Linked DNA regions of Ovis aries: region 1 is linked to region 2. The links are chromatin contacts, called in public Hi-C maps. All regions are on one chromosome and are shown on one strand. Each heading gives the region's core, a stretch centred on a gene start, on an enhancer-like site or on the middle of the called end of the contact. The rest is flanking DNA. Distances are from core to core; before and after follow the strand shown. Region 1 overlaps CAMK1D (calcium/calmodulin dependent protein kinase ID). Region 2 overlaps CDC123 (cell division cycle 123).

The links. Hi-C and Micro-C count contacts between places; a contact is called where the count stands out from the background.
Region 1: a Hi-C map of liver shows a contact between it and region 2, with 3 times the contacts expected there. The contact joins two enhancer-like sites. A contact is called at or near these places in 9 of 16 Hi-C or Micro-C datasets (blood, hypothalamus, liver and 5 more).

Annotation. Positions count from the first base shown.
Region 1 is chr13:16,499,794-16,504,493 of ARS-UI_Ramb_v3.0, forward strand. All of the region lies in intron 2 of CAMK1D (calcium/calmodulin dependent protein kinase ID), which reads left to right. Among named protein-coding and RNA genes, the nearest start is that of TRNAE-UUC, 40 kb to the right of the region's middle. Within about 2 kb of position 3,373, at least 2 of the 54 cell types and tissues checked have an H3K27ac peak or open chromatin away from gene starts, as enhancers often do. A contact at or near this core is called in liver, where this site is marked.
Region 2 is chr13:16,174,816-16,179,769 of ARS-UI_Ramb_v3.0, forward strand. The region is part of intron 4 of CDC123 (cell division cycle 123); the gene reads left to right. Among named protein-coding and RNA genes, the nearest start is that of NUDT5, 22 kb to the left of the region's middle. Within about 2 kb of position 2,471, at least 3 of the 54 cell types and tissues checked have an H3K27ac peak or open chromatin away from gene starts, as enhancers often do. A contact at or near this core is called in liver, where this site is marked.

The DNA.
Region 1 (4,700 bases), core at 2,123-4,622, 330 kb after region 2:
CAGTTTCTTTAGCATAAAACTCACACTGTTGAAGCTAGTAAGCAAGCCTCTCATAATGTTCTTCAATCTGCCCTCAAGATTTCTCCCTATCTTTTTTAAAACTATTAATTTTATTGAAGGATAATTGCTTTACAGAATTTTGTTGTTTTCTGTCAGACCTCAACATGAATCAGTCATAGGTACAAGTACTCTCTTGATGTCTGATGAAGTCTAGGTCTGTGAGTTTTATGCTGGCTATCTGCAAGTGATGTGCGCTGGTGCTCTTCCAAGGGCTCTCGTGTACAGTGGACTTTGAGGAAGAGTGGTGGCGACTCTAAGAGCTCGTGCTTTTCCCTTCCTTCCCTGGGTCGCCCGCCTGCAGTGCATTTGGTAACATTCTTGTGCAGTGTTCATCCTGACAGCTGACTAACTGTCCTGTTGAGCCGAGCTTCTGCGTGTTTATTTGTCCTAAAGTCACATTAGACCTTCAGATGCTTGGTTTGCCACCAGCCCGATCCCCCACACCCCAGGAAAAAAGAGAGGAAAAAAAAAGATGAAAGAGGGAAAGCTACCAGATGGTTCATCTGACTCCACACTCATTGCAAGATCCTGCAACGGCTGGTCTTCATTTCCACGTTGAAGCTTCCTTCCCCCAAGGCTCCTTGATTAACTATCTCATGTCCACACTGTCCACACAGGGGCTTCTGACTCAGTTTTGTGTGTACGTTGCAAGAGGTACCACACTCTGCACCTTCCTCCACCCAGGCCCTTATTCTTTCTGTACTTTACTCCTCAAATATTCTTGGCATCCTTTCCCTGAGATAAATCATTCTGCTAGGCTCTGTGCCTGCAAGAGTGTATTCCACAGTGCTGGCTGCCCCCCAGCCTCTGGTGAGAAAGCAACTCCAACACTGTGAACCCAGCACTGTGTGACTTCAGACAGTGCATAAGGAAAAAAAAGAAAGAAAGTGTTAGCTGCTCAGTTGTGTCCAACTCTTTGTGACCCATGGACTGTAGCTTGCCAGGCTCCTCTGTCCGTTGAATTCTTCAGGCAAGAATCCTGGAGTGGTTGTCATTTGTTTCGCTTTTTTTGCGTTGTTTGAGTCTTCCTGATTTTAACATAACTTAAAATAACTAATTATAAAGAGGCCAAAGATTCAGAAAAAAAAAAAAAGAACATTAGCATCTTAGGGAATGAATTTCTGAGGACAGGACTCTTTTGTATCTGAAAATATACTCATAATATTAATACTAGACTTCTTTAGGTAGAGCAGGGAAGAAACTTTAATTCCCTTCTGCATTATTTAGTGCAGTGGTTTCTTTTTTCCTTATCTTTCTTTTTTGCTTTGTTTTCTTCCTTTTTTAAGTAACAGAACCCTTTAAAAAAATACGTTTTTATACATAGAGAGCCCCAGTACACACACAGGTAAGACATGTGGTATTTTTTCAATGTGAATGTATAAATCTCATTTTGTAACTTTTATTACAAGTGCTCTCAAGGGGAACACAAGCCAACCTGCTGGTGGTGTCCACTGTGTTCACATTTGGTATCTATTGGAGTTGGGTCTGTAAAAGTTGTATCTCATGATGGCTCTAAAATACTTATTAAGAACATGGAGGAGTTGGGGGAAACCAGACTGGAAAGCTCGGATCCAAAGTGACCTCAAGGAAGTCTGGTTGTTGGACTAAGATGCTTGGATGTTTGGAGGGAAAAAAGTCTCCATGGCTTTGCTCTGAAAAAGGCAGTCACCTAAAACGCACCTGGCGGGCTGTGCGTGCCCGCGGCCTGGCCTGCCCTCCCCCGTCTCTGGCTTGAGGACTGTGGCCAACGCCTGGGCACAGCAGCTGCTCTGCGTGTGCGGAGGAGCCCAGGGACAGCCGCCATCGCCTCCCGGGCCACCCCTGTGTAGCTCTCAGGGGACAGCCGCCATCCCCTCCCGGGCTACCCCTGTGTAGCTCTCAGGGGACAGCCGCCATCCCCTCCCGGGTCAGGGTCAGTCCGTATGTCGGGGCTTCTCCCATTCCCTTATCCCTCACAGCACGATTGCGTTCCTAACTCCCTTTTAAATTCTGATTAGAAAGCGGGGTGAATGGAAATTAGTTTATGAGCCACCATCTGTGAACAGTATCATTCCTGAGAATTTGCTCATAGCCCTGGTGCTCATCCCCTGGCTTATCATAATCTTTTATTAGCAGGACGTCGTAAAACTATAAAGTCCAAACTACCTCAGCACTTCACACCCATCTACCATAAAACTACGATTTGGAGAGGTTATGCATGTATCAGATACATCGTTTTAACAATCATTGACAAAGCAAAACATGTTGTTCTTTCTAATCATGTCTCTAATTGCAGTTATGAAGAAATTCACTCTTGCTTTCTCAAGAAGGAACAGAGTTGCCCTTATTAGACAGTCGTAGAGATTACCTCTGTTTTTTTAAGTCGTATAAATGATATATATTATAAATATATAAATATAATAAATATAATAAATATAATAAATAATATATAACAGATAAATATATATTATATATAATTTATACAATTAAAAAACACAGATATATATATATATATATATGGCTTCCCAGGTGGCACAGTGGTAAAGAATCCACCTGCCAGTTCAGAAGACACAAGAGACATGAGTTCTATCCCTTGGTCAGGAAGATCCCCTGGAGAAGGAAATGGCAACCCACTCCAGTATTATTGCCTGGAAAGTCTCATGGGCAGAGGAGCCTGGCAGGCTACAGTCCATGGGGTTACAACAGAGTCAGACCCAACTGAGTGACTGAACACAGTGTGTGTGTGTGTGTGTGTGTGTGTGTGTGGCTGATTGTGTGCTATATATACACACAGTCAGCCACAAACATCCTCATGAAAGTGCCCGAACACTACTTTTTCCATCAAATGCATTTGATTTCCTGAAGCCTGGGGCTGACCTGAGCAGCCCTGAGCAGTGACATTGTTTATCACTGATGTTTAAAAGCTAAAGAAAGCTCGATTCTGGCCAGTTGTCTGAAGGTGGGCACTTTTCTAGAACATTGAGAAGTGTCTAGTTCCATCCTCCTCAGTCTGAAATGGAGCTGATGGGAAACAGTTGTTCAGAGCAGACTTCTGTCTCTAGTTTACTCTTTTAACTCTTCTTCACCCCATCTTTTTCTTGTATAACTTGCTCCTCGCTTTAGCAACAAACAGCACAGTATTCCAGCAGATTTACGGAGCCTCCAGCCTCCTGCTCCTCTGGCCGTGAGGCTTCGTTGTCTGGAGGGAGCACAGGTGGCAGCCATGTGCCTCTGCATTCCTTACCCATGCTCCCGGGGCTCCACGTTCACCTGCAGGCTGTGCTGTGCCAGGGCCGTGCCCCTGAGCCACTCTGGGCACCTGCGGGCTTGGCAGAGCCTGGATTCAAGTTGTGAAATACAGGACCTCACCGTGGGTATTGGCACAGAGAAAGCACAGGGCTCTCGTGATAGGAAAGAAAAGGGACATGATGTCTTTTCCCAGGATTCCAATGCATTGTCTTGGCCCCCTTTCCTTTATGCTCACAGGGATGCCAGTTGTTCAGAGCTACAAGCCTCTTAGAGGTGCTCCTTGAATGCAGACCCCATGTCTTTGGTCTGGGGCACAGTGTGTGTGTGAGGAAGCCGTGGGATGCAGCCCCGGCTGTCAGCCTCTGGCTGCAGGTCATCACAGGATCGCACATTGTGTGGCTTCAGTTCGCACTGGAATGACCTGCAGTGACCCTGGAACAAGCTTTCTGAGAGTCCCTTCGTAAGGTGTCTTTGGAGGCTGGATTTTCGTATCAGTTCATTTCAGTTGCTCAGTTGTGTCTGACTCTTTGCAACCCCATGAATCGCAGCACGCCAGGCCTCCCTGTCCATCACCAACTCCCGGAGTTCACTCAGACTCACGTCCATCGAGTCCGTGATGCCATCCAGCCATCTCATCCTCTGTCGTCCCCTTCTCCTCCTGCCCCCAATCCCTCCCAGCATCAGAGTCTTTTCCAATGAGTCAACTCTTCGCATGAGGTGGCCAAAGTACTGGAGTTTCAGCTTTAGCATCATTCCCTCCAAAGAAATCCCAGGGTTGATCTCCTTCAGAATGGACTGGTTGGATCTCCTTGCAGTCCAAGGGACTCTGAAGAGTCTTCTCCAACACCACAGTTCAAAAGCATCAATTCTTCTGCGCTCAGCCTTCTTCACAGTCCAACTCTCACATCCATAGCTGGTAAATGAAAGTTATAAGACTTTATCTCTGTTTCCAGGCAAGTAATAGCTTTATGTTCTGCAAGACTCCAAGGCGTCTTCTCATGTTAAAACATCCAGAGAAATGTATATTACCCTTTGACAGAAAGGTAGCCAAAAATCCAGAGAAGGAAATCACAACATTCCCTAAAATGTGTTAGTGTTTCAAGGCCTTACTAAGACCTTAAAATATTAGAAATGTTATAGTTAACCAGTTGAAATTTGTTAAATTTTCATATTATTTTTCCCAGAGGACTGATATGTAGGCCCAGTAGCCTTGAACCTTCATCCTAAGGACACCCTGCATCTTATCTTTAAATCAGATCAGTTATGAAATAAATGTATTCAGCCAAGTATTTAAAAGTAAATCCTTTCTCACCATTCAAGGTTTTTATTAACTCAGTAACTTATCAGAGGAACTCAGACTTTGCATTTGAATCACTTGGATTTTTTTTGTTTTTTCTAATTCAGAAGCCTAG
Region 2 (4,954 bases), core at 1,221-3,720:
GCTGTAGCTGATCTCTTCATACTTCTGTTCTGTCCTCAAACAGCGGTTATTCTAGATTTCTTGTCCTACCTCATTTTAAACCCCAAATCTCAACTAAACTAATCCTTAATCTCTAAGATAAAGCATATCAGAAAATCTAGAAACTAAGTAGATAGACAGGTGAAAAATATTGTGTATGCCTGCCATATCTTCCCTAGTTCAGTTTGCTAATTCATCCCCTGTTAGCCTCAAATCTGTTTTTGAAGAGGGGCCTAGCTTGAAAAAAACAAGTTCCCTACAAGTCAGTTGTGCATCATCTCTTTTACGTCTGGTTCTGAAGCTCGGGCATGTGGTTTTAGTACTATGTTAAAGAGAGCGAAGTTAGGTAATAGTAAGCGAGTATGATCGTATTGCCAATTTATTGTAAAAGGAGTTTAGCTGTGTTGATTTTTCTGTTTCTTACAGAAAAAACTTTATGCTGTTGTGATATTTAGGTGTCAGCCTTTTATGGTTGTGTTGGCACAGGTGTGATAAGGAAATGACTGACTGGTATTTCAGTCAAATAAGCCCAAAACAAATAAACCCAAACAAACTCAAAAACTGGTTTGTTTTAGGGGTGATGGGCAGCATTTTCATTCTGAAAGATACCCTCTGTTTAGAAGATGTTGTGGCTTTCAGATTTTTTGTGCCATTGTAGAGCTTTTTGTCATCAAATGCTTTTGTAAAGAGGCCTTGGAATATATTGCATCAGAAATACCCTGTACCTGTTAATTCGCTGGATATGGGTTTTTGCTATTAGTTACAATGAATATATATATAAGGACATCATTTCCTTTCCACAGGATATAAACCATTTTTAATGCTCTGTAGCCGATGGTGTTTAAAACCATTTTTGCAGTCCAGTGACCTGCTGGCTTCCCTTAGCACAACTCTCCTTTTATCTTAGGTGAATTTAGCTATGATTCCAGTGAAGGGTAGAAATACTAGTCAGTCATTTTGCATTTTATGCTTTTTGACTTTTGCATGGGGAATAGGTTAAATCAGCAGGTGCATTTGAGGCCCTGTGTTTGGAGTGTTTGTCCGCAGAATACCATCCTTCTCCCTGTGTAAATAGTGTGGGTTGGCAGGACAGATACCAAGTGCTGAACTTTCAGACAGGCAGTACTTCCAGAAATCTTTGTCAGTCATCACTTATGTAACAATTCGTAAGTCTTATCAGTCTAGAAAAATCCCTATTGATTGGGTCAATATGGATGAACTTTGATCATAGAGGTCTTTCCAGACCCCTTAAAAATTAAAGAGTATGATCTTTAAGTAGGACAGGATCTTATCAGTGATTTAGTTTGACCCTTCCATCATTTAGAAAGTTGAGGCCCAAAACTGTTCAGTAATTTATCCCTATAGTTAATAGAACCAAAACCAGAATGTAATTTCAGTAATGTCATTCTAAATGTTCTTTGTGTTTTCATTTGATGAAGTTATAAATTCCTTCTTTTCTAAAATACTTCAAAGTAAAATATTAGAGTGTAAGAAGGAATATTATAGTATATAATTATGTGTGTAGAATTATATAACATTATGAAAATTATGTAACATTACACTCTTTGGGAGCTTGCTTCAACAAAAGAAACAAGGATACCATAGTTACATTTACAGGTTAACAGAAAGCCAACCAGAAAGAGTTCTCACACAGGGTTTTTAACAAATACATTATTTAACAGGGAGTCTGGAGATGGACTATTTCTAAGGGCTGTCGGCAGCTCATCAGGCCCAGCAGGGACCAGGCTCTTTCAGTCTTTCCCTCTGTCACCCTTGGCTTACTGGCTTGATGTTTGGGTTCATCACCCAACATCACAGAATGGTTACAAGGTAGCTGCTATTCTGCACATATGGTATGAAGATGACAATATCTTAATCGAAAATAGGAGGGGTGGTTCTGTTGCCTCTCGTTCTTCTCTGTGAGCAAGTAAAGCAGTCTGGAACCTTCCCTGAGACTTCCTGATAGCTCATGGTCACATACTCAACCTCATCCAGTCGTTGGCAGAGGGAACAGAGATGCTGTGACTGGTTTAGAACAGAGGCTCTCCAGCTTCAGCTTGGATCAGAGTCATCTGGAGAATTTGGTAAAACACAGCTTGCTGGTCCCTACCTCCCAAGTTTCCAATTCACTAGGCTGGGCTTGGGGCCCAAGAATGTAATTTCTGACACGTTCCCAGGTGACGCTGGTGCTGCAGGTGCGGGCCCGCAGCTCAAGGACTTTGTGCTTAGCTGTATATGTGCACCCCAGGGTGCCAGAGGACCACATGTCTTCAGCTGAACACCGCAGTTCCATTAGCAAGGATGAAGGTTGGGACCAGCTAGAGGGTAGATGACTAGGACTGCTGTCCCCATTGTAATTTGACATGGAATAGTAAGTACACTGTTATTTTTCCTGTTAGTCAAATGGTTATTGTGTACAAGAAGCTTTGAAAAGTGGAAGCTGAAATGTGACACAGCATTATCTCTCTGCATTGTACTTGCTGAGTGAATTATTTGCGCAGATAAACATTCTTTGTGATAAGGCTTGTTGAGTCAGAAAGCTGCTTTCACTAATTATTTTATTGATGGGGATGTCACTTCAGTAGACCAAGGCAAGAAAGAAAAATCTGGTATTCAGTTGGAATATAGAAGAAAGGGCTGAGTGAGTGAAAAAATTAATCCATTAATTGTTTCTCTGAGAAGGTCATGCATGACTAAGGAAGGCAGAGTTACTAGAGGTCAGCAAAGTTCACTTCTCTTAGTAATTTAAGCTCAGTTTTAATCAGCATAATTTTTATACATTTTGTTCTTAAGATTATTGGAACTGGTTATTAACCCTAAAATTCAGCAGCAAATAGTTTCAGGAGTAAAACTTTCTGCCTAAGTTAGACTTAACAGAACCTATACCTTATAATTTTTTTAGGCCCATTTATTTAGGTGACAGCATATTAAAAAGGAGAGACATTACTTTGTCAACAAAGGTCCGTCTAGTCAAGGCTGTGGTTTTTCCAGTAGTCATATGTAGATGTGAGTTGGGCTGTGAAGAAGGCTGAGCGCCAAAGAATTGATGCTTTGAACTGTGGTGTTGGAGAAGACTCTTGAGAGTCCCTTGGGCTGCAAGGAGATCCAACCAGTCCATCCTAAAGGAGATCAGTCCTGGGTGTTCATGGGAAGGACTGATGTTGAAGCTGAAACTCCAATACTTTGGCCACCTGATGTGAAAAGTTGACTCGTTTGAAAGATTGAGGGCAGGAGGAGAAGGGGACAACAGAGGGTGAGATGGTTGGATGGCATCACCGACTCAATGGACATGAATTTGGATAAACCCTGGGAGTTGGTGATGGACAGGGAGGCCTGGCGTGCTGCAGTTTATGGGGTCGCAGAGAGTCGGACACGACTGACTGAATGACTGAACTGAACTGATTTAGGTGACACTTTTTCCACTTTATATCACTTTAATTTTATTGTATTTTTAAAATTTAAGTGTAGCTGATTTACAGTGTGTTAGATTGTTACAATTTTAGATAGCATATTTTATCTCTTTTTGAAGAAGAATTTATGATAATTCGAATGAACACACCCAGTCTCCCTTAATTCAGTAACATTTTTTGTCTTTGCTTTTCCACCACCAGTGAGACCTTAAGAAATGGAATCTCTGTACCTAAACTCTTATTTTGGATCCTGACGAGCAGTAAAATCTTTAGCACTACCACTTTGGTGCTTAATTTTCTGTGGGTGCTATGTTTTTCTCTTTTATTTCTGTCCTTGGCATAATTTTTTTTTTTTCTGATATTAAAGGGTTGTTTTCTGTGACGTATAACGTTGTAATCTTCCATTGTTTTAGGGAAGCTTATGAATGAGGATTGTGCCCTAGTAAAATAACTAGGCGGTCTTCCCACTTTGAAATATTCGTGATTTTGTGTACTGCCACCCATAAAAGTTTAATGATGATGTCTTCTCTTATAAAAATAATCAAATTTTGATCTCAGCCAGTGGATTTAGGCAATACCTGAGTTGTCTAGAGTCAGTTCGCATAGTTACTGTTCTCCCAGTTGACTGAGTCTATGGTTTCTCTTTCCTTCCTTCCTGCCACATTGACTGGCCCGCTCTAGAGAACTCACAGCATTTGACTAGTGTAACTGCAGAGCATTAGAGACAAAGGGGTTCTTAAAAACAACCAGAGAGCAAAGGCAAATTTTGCAGAGAAACAGCAGTAGAACTGTCGGCAGATTTCTCGAGAGGAATCTTGTTTCATCAGTTCTTTTCCTGAGGGCCTGAGTCCTAGCGGGTGGAGATGAAAGTAGAACACGTGCCTGCGTGGTTTCTCCTTTCTATGGGACACTCGTCAATCTGGACCCGGACTGATTTCGGGTCTAACGAGGAATTCTGTAACAGTTGCCCAGATTCCAAAGTGATCACAAATGATTGCATGTTTTTTCATAACTCAGACAAATTTTCCAAGTGTTATTTAAATGTATTGGTTAACACAGTGGAAGTGTTAGGTATATGACATATTTCTTGCTTTTGCTCACAAATTTATAACGTTATATAATTTTACATTATATACTGAGTTGGGATTTGAGAATTTATACTAGTTCTTACCATGACTTTTAAATTATGTTAATAGGACAAAAGCTAGAGTAGATTGAACAATTCAATATTTCTTCTCTGTAACTTGCTTTCCTTGATCAGTGCCTTGCTGTTATTTTTGGAATCCTGCCTTGTTTTTTTTTTTTTTTGGCAAATGCGAAACTTATTTTTGGAAATGAGAGAATCAGGGTTTTTTTCCCTGTATTATAGATGCGAGTGTTTGGATCGTCTGTGTTCTTGGTTTAGTTGATTAGGGAATAATACAGATATTGTTATATTTGGTATGACTGAAGACATTTTATTGTTTTTGTTAGGATACTCATGCTAGGATTGTTTCTTCTTCTAGGAGTCTCAGTGTAGTAAGCAG